2 separate regions of the Columba livia genome follow, and region 1 is linked to region 2. The links are chromatin contacts, called in public Hi-C maps. All regions are on one chromosome and are shown on one strand. Each heading gives the region's core, a stretch centred on a gene start, on an enhancer-like site or on the middle of the called end of the contact. The rest is flanking DNA. Distances are from core to core; before and after follow the strand shown.

What was found. A called contact is a pair of places that touch in the nucleus more often than the background predicts.
Region 1: a Hi-C map of liver shows a contact between it and region 2, with 3 times the contacts expected there. The contact joins the promoter of AMBP here to the promoter of EXD3 in region 2. A contact is called at or near these places in 2 of 2 Hi-C or Micro-C datasets (crop and liver).

What each region holds. Positions count from the first base shown.
Region 1 is chr19:10,762,242-10,767,767 of bColLiv1.pat.W.v2, forward strand. AMBP (alpha-1-microglobulin/bikunin precursor) reads left to right here and starts at 4,093. Exons shown (of 10, transcript XM_065036205.1): 1 at 4,093-4,284; 2 at 4,897-5,039; 3 at 5,294-5,370. The coding sequence starts at 4,177.
Region 2 is chr19:10,439,390-10,444,640 of bColLiv1.pat.W.v2, forward strand. EXD3 (exonuclease 3'-5' domain containing 3) reads left to right here and starts at 2,099. Exons shown (of 21, transcript XM_065036172.1): 1 at 2,099-2,358. The coding sequence starts at 2,114. It overlaps NOXA1 (NADPH oxidase activator 1), which reads right to left and starts at 1,443. Exons shown (of 15, transcript XM_065036193.1): 1 at 1,061-1,443. The coding sequence starts at 1,234. It overlaps LOC135575862 (a long non-coding RNA gene), which reads left to right and starts at 4,359. Exons shown (of 2, transcript XR_010467229.1): 1 at 4,359-4,696; 2 at 4,734-5,251.

The sequences.
Region 1 (5,526 bases), core at 2,843-5,342, 320 kb after region 2:
TCCTGTAGGGCACGCGTGCAGCCTTGGGGGTCTGAGGACCTGGCTATCCCAGCAGCCCTCGTGCTCTGCCACCCACCTCTCTGGCTGTGCAACGTACTCATGTGGCTGAGTACCAGCCTTGAAACACCGGCCACCATGGGTCACGGATCAGCGGCCCAGCAGGTCTGCACCAGCATCCCCACAGCTTCCACCCAGCTCTGACAGGTGCTGGGTGCCAGGGGATACTCTGGGAGCGGGACACAAGTGCCTGGGTCACAGATGGAGTCAGTCCCAACTTGTCTCCATCAGGGACATCTCTGATTATCCTCCTCCAGTCCTCCCATGAGCCTAGGCTGATTTGTGCCTGTCAAAGTCCTCAGATCTGGGTTGCACTTCCCTCCCCAGTCCAGCCTTTGCCCCCCTTTGCTGAACCCTCAACTTTTCTTTCTGAAGAGCATGAGAGCTGTGCTGGCCATGCTGGTGGTGCTGCTCATCCTGCAACTCGTCCTCAGCCCACAAGGTGCTCCCAAGCGCTGTGACCCACAGCATCTCATCTCACAGATGAGACAGCATCTTCTGAGGTTTCCACGATACTGCTGCCCCCTTGCAAATCCTCGCCTCACCCACCCTGTGCCACCACCCCCTGCCCTCCTGGCCGGCATGGGGCTGGCGAGCGCAGTGCAGGGAGATGCAGGCAGCTCCTGGCACAGCAGCCAGCCTCCGAAGCAGGGGAGATGCCTGCTGAGCATGGTCCAAGCCTCCAGCAGGTCTCCTGACCAGCCCCACCAGTGCTGTGGGGTGTTCACCCTCAATACAAGGCCCAGAGACACCCCCCTGCCACAGCTTGGATGAGGGAACTCAAACCCCTCAGGATAGAAGCAAAGCCCCCATGCTAAGGAGCACCCAGTAAAGCAGAGGGAGGAGGAGGAGAAAGAGGAAAGGCAGGTTTGTGGAGCACAGAAAGGAAACCCGCTGCAGAGCACAAGCATTCCAAGCTGTTCCTGGGCAGAGGGGCTGTGGGACACACCACCCTCCCAAACCCAGCCCATGTGCCTGCAGCCTCTGCGCCCTTCCTGGCAGCTGTTATCGTAAAGCCATAACTGCAGCCATTTTAAAACCATAACTTGACCAACCCTGATCAAATGCAAACAGAGTCCTTCCCCAGGCCACAGCCTGGGCAGACTCAGACGGAGCGTAACCACAGCTGGGAGACAAAGAGGCATTTGGGAGACAACCCAGGCCCTGGATGTTCAGAGCGTTTGGAGAAGGACACGAAGCAGGGCAGAACTGGAAATGCTTTCAAACCAGCACCGATAGCACAAAGGGAAGTGGAAAGTTTGGCAGCACAAGATAGCATCATGTACCAGGACAAAGAGACCTGCGGGAAGGAGGGTCCACTGCGGTGTGGTGATGCCAGGCTGGCAGTTCCAGAGGAGCAAAGTGGAATCATATAAACAGTGTAGGAAAAAGGCGTGTGAAGAAGCCTCTGCAAGTGAAAATCCCAGTCACAGAGGAGCCAGAACAGTTTGAAGTACATCTAGAGGAAGCCCCAGACTGATGGGGTGAGTTTGCCATCAGTGTGTCCCCAGGACACACGGTGTTTGCTCAGGTTTGGGAAGAACTTGTCTGTGACATCACGAGGTGCTGGCTGCAGTGTGGTTCCTCTCCTTCCAGCTGGGCAGCGGGCTGGGGGACGGTGAAACTGTCAGCTACGGAAATGGGGTCCTGGGAGCTGCAAAACAGAGATTCTCATTGCTGCAGCACCAATGAGACAGCAGAGCCTGTACAGAAGGGTGCGATTGCTGAGCGTGTGGCTGGACACAGAGCTGGGAGAAGCTGGTGGGGCTCCTGCAAGGAGCTGTCTCAAACAGAAAGGATCCAGAGGACATCATCTGCCTTCTGATGAGGCACCGCACCCACGATTATTAAAGAAACAAACTTGCTGTGGGGGCAGAAGACAGGCTCTTTCACGAACTGAAAGGCGGTTGAAGGATCAGAAGCAACACATAGGGCTCTTCAGGATGGAGGACAGTCAGCAGTGGGGTCCCCCACATACCAGCCCTGGGACCAGTTTTATATTTGACATCTTCATCTGCCCCAAGGAGAAAGGAGTGAACAGAAATCTTCAAGTTCATCAATTACTTTGAGCTCTTCTGGATGGCCAAGGCTGTGTTGATGGCAAGGAGTTTAGAAGGATCTCAAAAGCAAGAGGCAAAGACATAGCCGGTGAGCTTTGGTGTAGAGAAATGAAGATGATGCCCAGAGCCCAGCTGGGGGGCCAACCCCCCTCCCTGCAGAGGCTCCACCACCCTGTGCTCTGGCGTCATGGGGAGTTTCTCCATCCCTGCCCAGCGATCCCAGCCACCGCAGCCTGAGGGAATGAGGACAGTGAACAGGGGGATGGAGGGGCTGCACCACTTCTATGGTCTTTCTCAGCACAGTCAACGTGCATGAGTTTTTTGCAGCCAGTACAGCTGCTCCCCAGTGTTCTCACTGAGGATGGTGCCCACAGGTCCACAGTCACAGCCACACACCGTGTTCTTGTGTACAGAAGAGGAGAGGACTGGGCTGGATGTGGCCCATGCCTGCAGCTTCCCCAGCTGTTGTCCTTTAGAAGGGCACAGCTCCCTGCGCTCCCGGCTGCGGAGGAGGGGAGCCAAAAGCAGCTGAGGGTCACGCATCCTCCTGCCTCCCCTGCCAGGTCCCAGCAAGGGGGGCATATGCTCCCAGTAAAGCAGACTGGTCCCCAAAGACGATATGTAGGAACGTGTCCTGTATTGGTCACACCCGGGGACTTTTGCCCCACGGGGCATTTCTGTACCTGATGCCATGGCCGTGGCAGCTGCCGCTGCACGGCTGACCTGCCTGCCGCTGGACACCGGTCCGGCTCCGCAAAGCTCCCGGGGCCGGTACTCTGGTACTGCCCGGGGACCTGCCCGGCCCTGCCGCCTAGGGAAGGGCCCCCCGGGGCACAGCGGGGCTCCCCCGCCCACTGCAGCGCGGCTGGAGCGGGGCCGGAGCGGGGCCGGAGCGGGAGCGGGGCCGCGCTGCCATTCCTTGCCGCCGGCTGCCACCTAGTGCTGGCGGGGCGCGGGAAGGTCCGGCCGGGCAGCCCCGGCGTCCCGCAGCCCCAGCTCGGGGGACTGGAGCCCAGGGCTGGGGCTGGACCGAGGTGGGCTCCTCCGGAGACAGGGAAGCACAGGGCGGGTTAAAGAGGTGGACTCATTAAAGGGGTCTCTGCCCCACGCCCGAATTTCCCCTGTGCTCCCAAGGACACCCCAGATGTGCACTAAGACGTGTGTGTGACGAGATGCTCAGGCCTCCCCAGCAGCCTGTGCTGCCCGGGCAGCGCATCCATCGGTCCTGTGCGAAGGGCCGGTTGGTGGCCACCGGTGGCGAGGAGAGGTGAAGGTCCGGCTGGCTCCTGCAAGCGTGCCGCGGCTCTGGCCCTTCTCTGCAAATATTGGGCTGGGGGCAGGCCGGAGAGGGGCTCCTGCCCTTTGCTCTGTTTGCCGTTTCCCTCGGGCTGTTTGGTTTCTGTTAATCATCCTGTGAAGGCAAACAGTGGTGGGGAAGGGCGGTGTGCCCCACGCCTCCCACGCCTGCCAGGTCCGGGTGACACCCAGATGGCTCCAGAGTATTCACACCAGCTTGGAAGCCCCAGGACGGGGGAGCAGGCAGCACAAGCTCTGCTCCTTGCAGACACTGGTCAGGATTAGGCAGCACTGTGGAGCCCCCAGGTCCTCTTCTCTCTGCAGGGTCAGGCTGGTCTGCTGGGGCTGGGGGCACCATCAGGGCTCTTTGCAGGACACCAGGGCGGGAATATGAACCTCAAGGTAGAATAAAGAAGAATAGGCAGGTGCTGGCCCCACGTCTGGGCCAAGCCGTGGTGTAGAAACAGGTGAGGGCAAGGAGTTCAGCCTGGCACTGCAGGGAGATGCTCGTCTCCCTTTCTGCACCCCACATCAGCTCTCTGCAGATCCCCAGGGCTGAGGGCAGTGGCAAGCCCCGGGGCCACACGGCTGTGACCACACAGGGTGACAAGCTGCCCACACCCCCCGACACCCCCCGGCCAGGCCGGCTGCCCCGCTGGCCGCGGTCTGAAGGTCACGCTGCTGCGCAGTGTGGGGACAGCGCAGAGTCCGAGATCCCACGGGTGCGCTGGTGCTCAGCAGCACTCCAGAGCCACCAGCCAGGATGATGCGGGGTCTCTTTGCGCTCCTCCTCTTCACTGTGGCCAGCGGAACCCCCATTGGGGACCAGGATGAGGATATCCAAGTGCAGGAGAATTTTGAGGCTGAGCGGGTAACAGCGGCTTGCGGTTCCTTCACTCTGGGGGCAGAAGGGATGGGGGAAGGGTTTAATTCATTACTCCTGCCCACGTCAGGCTGTGCAGGACAAGCATTGACAGCATGGCCCTTTCTGGGCGCTGGTTGGGGGGTGGCTTCACCCCACACCTTGGCAGGGCAGCTGCAGCCTGAGCAGCTGGGCAGATGAATCCCACGAGACATCTATTGATCTGCGCAGCCTAAGAGGTGCGGGCAGGGCCTGCAGGCATCCCCACAAAGAAGGATTTCTGTGGGATGCAGAGTGCCTGAGGGATCTCCCGCAGGCAGCCCTGTCCCTGCCAGGCTCTGCACAGCCCCACACTTGTGTTTGGGCCTGGGCTCTCCTGGAACACATGGGGGGATGTCAGTCTGACAACCCCAGCCCTGCCTGGTGGTCGGGGGACCCAGGAAAACCCTGCTCAATGTTGATCCGCTTCCCAAAGCCCGCAGCAGCTCTGACCCTGGCACTCTGCACCACCACCCCGCAGTTGCTCTCTTGGCCATGAATATTGCAGCTCTGCAGAAAACCAGCTGTCCCACTTTGGTGGAGAGGGCTCATGGTGGAGACAGTCCTTTCTTCTCCCCCCAGATGTATGGGAAGTGGTACGACATCGCCGTTGGCACAACCTGCAAATGGATGAAGAACTACAAGGAGAAGTTCAGCATGGGCACGTTGGTGCTGGGCCCTGGCCCCAGCGCTGACCAGATCAGCACTGCCAGCACCAGGCTGCGGTACGGGTGCTGCCGCGGATGCTCGAGCCTGCCCCAAAGCCATCCTAGCCAGGGCTGCTCTGTGTCCCCAAGGCTGGGACAAGATGTGGGGGTTGCTTGCTCTGTCTGGCATCAGAGCCATGAGGAGGGGCTGGATTTGGCTTAAATACCCAATGCGCTGGGCAGAGAATTTCGGGGGTCCCGTGCCACGGCCCCGGTGCCCCTGAGGTGATTTTCATGATCACTCCAAGCAGCTGTTTTTCTCCTCCCTCCAGGCAAGGTGACTGCAAGCTCATTGCAGGAGAGTACCAGAAAACCAGCACCCCTGGCAAATACACCTACTATAACCCCAGTAAGTTGGGCTCGCTGCCAACCTGCTTGGCCCCGAGAGCTGCGATGTGGCCGAGTGACGGGAACCAGTGCTGGGCGCAGCTGAGGCTGGGGAAGGGTTCAGGAAAGCAAGGTTCAGAAGCCGCTCCACAGTTTGGGTCACTTCCAGTTAAAGTCT
Region 2 (5,251 bases), core at 849-3,348:
TGTCTGCTTTAATGTGCTATAAGAGAGAAAAAATGAACAACCAACCGTTGACCTGTGTGAAGCATAGCTGAGCTTCTTCCCAGTCGTGCCCATTCATCAGAGCTAAAAAGTCTCTGTTGGGCACCATTGTGCTCTGCTCATTGTTGTCCCTTATAGCAATATAAGCTCATCTAAACATGAGGAGAAACTGCTATGAGGTGCAAGAGCCTGGCCCAGGCTGCCCAGAGCGGGTGTGGAGTCTCCTGCTCTGAGACATTCCAACCCCCTGGAGCCACCTGTGTGATCTGCTCTGTGACCCTGCGTGAGCAGGGCTGGGCTGGGGATCTACAGAGGTCCCTGCAACCCAGCCAGGCTGGGGTTCGGTGATTCTGTAACGGCCCTGCCCAAGGCTCCGTGGCTCTTCCCGGCCCCTCCAGTACAGCCTGATTTCTGCTTACTGCTAATTAATAAACAGCTTAAATGCATCTCCTCGCTGGGCAGCTGACAGCTGGCCAGCCAGATGTGCAGACATGCTGGGTGCTGTAAGATAAAGGCCTTCCCTCAGGGTGTTTGTCTGCCTGCACCTGCTCCCCGGTTCCAAAGGGTTCCCAGCACAGATGTTGCTTTCTGGCAGCCTCGACCGCTGGAGCAGGACTGTGGATGGGCACATGGGGCTGCAGGGCTCCATTTGCATCCATCACCGCCCGCATCTGTGCTTTTAGTGGGATGTGCAGGACAAGAAACTCTGGATTTTAATGAGAGTTTCGTAGCATCACAGAACAGTTTGGGTTGAAGGGACCTTCCCAGCTCCCCAGTGCCCCCCTGCCATGAGCAGGGACATCTTCACCAGCTCAGGTTGCTCAGAGCCCCGTCCAGCCTGGCCTGGGATGTCTCCAGGGATGGTTCATCCACCACCTCTCTGGCCAACCTGGGCCAGGCTCTCACCACCCTCAGGGCAACAATTTCAGCATTATTAGTTTCAGCCATTATTCCCTCAAAACCCGAAATGGCCAAGCGGTGCCGCCCGCCCCAGCGTCCCCCCCGGCCCGCCCTGCGGTTCGCCCCGCTCGACCCCGCTCACCCGCAGCGCCTCCCCGGGCCGCCCCGCCAGCAGCTGCACGCAGCCCATGTTGAAGCAGATGCGGGCCGGCGGCTCCGGGATCCCGCCGAAGATCTCCAGGGCGCCGTCCCAGTCCCCGCCGTCGGCCGCCAGCACGCCCTGGTGCCAGCGCCTCACCAGCTCCCGGTACGCCATGGCCCGCGGACCCGGCTGGGCCTCCCGCCGGGCTCACCTGCCGGCGGGCGCGGCCCCGGGGCGGGGAGCGGGCGGAGGAGGAAGCGCCGCTGCCTCCCCCCGCCCCTCCGTCCTCAGCCGCGCAGGGCAGCACCGCGGGGTGAGTGGCTGGGCCGCTGGCGGTGAACGGCGACTGAAAGGCCACCAGCAGAAAGGCCCTGGCGCAGCCTGGTTGGGACCTCTGCAGATCCCCAGCCCCACCTGCTCACGCAGGGTCACAGAGCAGATCACACAGGTGGGTCCAGGGGGTTTGAATGTCTCAGAGCAGGAGACTCCACACCCGCTCTGGGCAGCCTGGGCCAGGCTCTGGCACCTCCCAGCAAACAAGTTTCTGCTCATGTTCAGATGGAGCCTCCTGTGTTTCAGTCTGTGCCCGTTGCCCCTCACCCTGGCGTTGGGCACCACTGAACAGAGTCTGCTCCATCCTCTGACACCCACCCTGAGATACTGATCCCATTGATCAGATCCCTCTCAGCTTCTCTTCTCCAGCTGAACAGCCCCAGCTCTCTCAGTGTCTCCTCATCAGGAAGATGTTCCAGACCCCTCAGCATCTTTGTGTCCCTCCGCTGGACTCTCTCCAGTGATTCCTTGTCCTTCTTCAACTGGGGAGCCCAGACCTGGACACAGAACTGCAGATGGGGCCTCACCGGGGCAGAGCAGAGGGAAGATAATCCGCTCTCGACCTGCTGCTCACACTCTACCTGATGCACTGCAGGTGCCATTTGCCTTCTTGGCCACAAGGACACATAATGCTGTTTTGGGTGGGTTTTAAATGTAATAGTTATTTTCGCGGCCCTACAGGTGTTCGTGTTAACTACAGTAAGTACGGTAGGCATAAGGATGCCGCCGCGCTCTGGTAAATACGGTAAGCTCGGGGCTCGCTGCGTTGCCGCGGGCGACACCGCCCCCTGCAGGCGCTGTGCGTCGGTGCCGTCGCAAAAGCGGTCCGGCGGGGCGCGCGGCTGCGCACAAGGGATTCCGGACCCGGTCGGGTTTGTCGCGCGGAGCAGAGGCGTTGGCGCGCCGGGGAAGATTTTAAAAGGAGGACTCCGGAGTTCCCGTTGCTGCTTCCGGGTTGGTGCCAGGTGAGTGGCAGCAGCCGGCGGGCGCACCGGGCAGCTCCGGGCCGGGCTGCGGCTCCGGCTCCGCGGGGCGCAGGGCCGCGGCGGGGCCCGGTTCCTGGCGCAGCCTCGGGGGGGGAAGCTGTGCCCGGGCCCGTCTGGAGGAGCCCGGCGCAGCGCAGCGGACCTTGAGCCTGGGAAGCCCGAGGGGAGCGGGGCGGGCGGGGGCAGCGGGGCCGCTCCGGGTGTAACGCGCTTCGCAGCCGAAATAAAACTACGAAGTGTCTCGGCGTCCCTGGGTGGCGCCTCCCGGCGGAGCTGGCGCGGGGCGCCAGTACGGTAGCGGGGAGCGCACCCGCCGGTGTTGCCGGTATCTACGGTAGGGCTGCGGGCGGCAGCTCCGGGCGGCGCCTCAGCCCGGGCTGTGCGGCCCCTGAGGCGGGCGGAGCCGGCGGGCCGGGCCGATCCCCGCCCGCGTCTCGCTCCTGAGCGGCCCCTGCGGAGCGGACACCGGCCGGGCCCGGGCGCCTGCGGGCGGAGCGGCCCCGGGACCTGCGGGAGGCGGGGGCGGAGCGGCGGGAGCCCGGGGAAGGGCCGGGGAGCGGAGGGAAGAGGCGGACAGTGAGTGCGGGCCGCAGGTTCATAATTACAAGTAATTACTTACTTTACAGGTTTTGTGTAGCCACCGTACGTAATTATATGGCTTACAGGTAATTGGGGTGAATTAATAACGAAGTATCACTGGAAGCCAAAGGAATGTACGGCCGGCCTGTTACAGGAACGGTAGAATCGGTGTGTTTTCAGACAGCTTAGTTTTAAAGGAGTTGGTTGAGCTCCCCACCACTGACTTTAAATGCTTTGAAAATGGGGGGAAAAGATTCACTGGGTTTGGAAGTACCACAGATATTGTTCACATGTGTGGGAAGATGAAATGTGTTTTATCAAAACAAAAAAAGCAAGTTAACCTGATATTAATAGCAGGAATAAAATAAAACAAGCTTGTAAAACTCTGTAATTAGATACTACAAATGCAATGAGTGTGGAGATCAAGGACTTAACAACATACCCTCGAAGAGGAGATTCCCCCGCCCCCGGTGTTCCTTCTGGAGGGGACTTCAAGGTCTGGTTAAGTCGGTTTTGATATTGTTTGAACCACATACTTGAAACTCTGAGGAATTTGACTCTAGTGTGACCTGGCAATTTAATGAACAAAGGTGATGCCGTAGGGCAGCGAGGCGAAGTTTAAGAATGAGCTTAGGAACAAATCCTGCATCTTTGTTGTTAATTAGAAGACATAAATGACTGGGCTGTTTCCAGTCAGCTCCTCCACTTACCAGTTCTTTGTTCAAATACTAATACTGGCTTAAATTTTCCAAAAGCAGGTTTATACCTTTGCTGTAAAGTTTACTGAAGACAGACAGGTGAGATGATCAATGGCAAGGTGTTACTGCTGTAGCCTGGTCTGACCTTCCTGGTTAGACGGCTCCAAGCGGGAGAAGGATCTTAATATAATGAAAAAGGCAACATTACATCTAGAAACCATGACAGGTTCACAACACAACCACAGAGGTGGCAGAGAGTGACCCGGAGGATTTCGTTGCATCAGTGACACAATTTGAACTTTGCTGGTGTGGGAAGAGTTTATTTCAATTGTGATTTGACTAGATGATCTTTCGAGGTCACTTCCAATCCCTAACACTGTGATTTTTGTTGCTTTTTTTTTCTTTTATTTTTTAAAGGGCCTCATGTTCATGGTATTGTTAGAACAGACTCCTAGAACATAATCTCCACTTACAGTAGCTGTCAAGTAAGATATGAAAATACCCAGGAGTCCAGAGGAGGCCACAAAAATGCTCTGGTTCTGGAAAACAAGCCACATAATGGACTAATGGACTCGGTTTATTCAGGCACATCCAAGAGAAGAGGGTTAAGAAGTGACTCAGCCGCTCTGTGGAAATCCATGCCGATGGGAAAGTTATCTGATAGCTGAACATTTCAGTCTTTCCAACAAAGACATAGTGAGATCCGGTAACTGGAAGTCAAAGCTACACAAATTCTTTTAAATATGACACAATTTCCTAGCAGTGATGGAGGTTAATTATAGGAATAGTTTACAGGAGATGTTAAAGGTTTGCCATTATTTGGAGCTCCTAAGCTGAAACAATAACAATTTTGAAGATAGGCTTAAACCTGGAACCTTGGGCAACTTGCTGGTGCAAGTTTGCCCTTGTGGTTTGGGGGAAATCAGGGGGATTATCAGTGAGTCGCCTTCTGGGATGCTGTACTGCTCAGTCTGCTTGGCTGCAGAAATAGCAGGAGTTTTTAAACTTGCTTAAAGGGCTGTAGTTCTAAATTAAGATAGGTTTAAGTGATCTTGCTGTAGTTCTAAATTAAGATAGGTTTAAGTGATCTTGTGCTTGTGGATGAACATCTGCTTCAAGGGAGAATTCTGCTGTTCTGACAGGGGAAAGTTAGATTAAAGTAGCGTGTTTCCTCCTCCACTGTTCTTTAAATCGTCAGAGCTTGGCCACAGGGAGCAGACGCTGAGCTGTGCAAACATGTGTCTCGTACCCATTTGGACAATCCCCTCCCTCATTTACTGTGTCTTCCCAAGGTGTTTGCGGTGCAATCCAGATGTGAGGTCAGGAAGGGATTTCCAGCATCATACCAGGTTTTCACCTTCAGCAAGAGCACAGTTCTCATGCTGCGACTTTCTGCTGGCGGAGTTTTTATCTCACCATAATCTTGTAAAGGGATTTGGGGATCTCTTTGTCTCAATGTATTGTTTCAGTAGGACAAGAGTGCTTTTTGGGTAGTAGGTTTTATAAAAGGGTATTGGATGATGGCGTCAACTAAAGGATCTGTTGACTCACTCTAAATTGTGACTTTTTAATTAAAATCAATCATTCAATCTGTC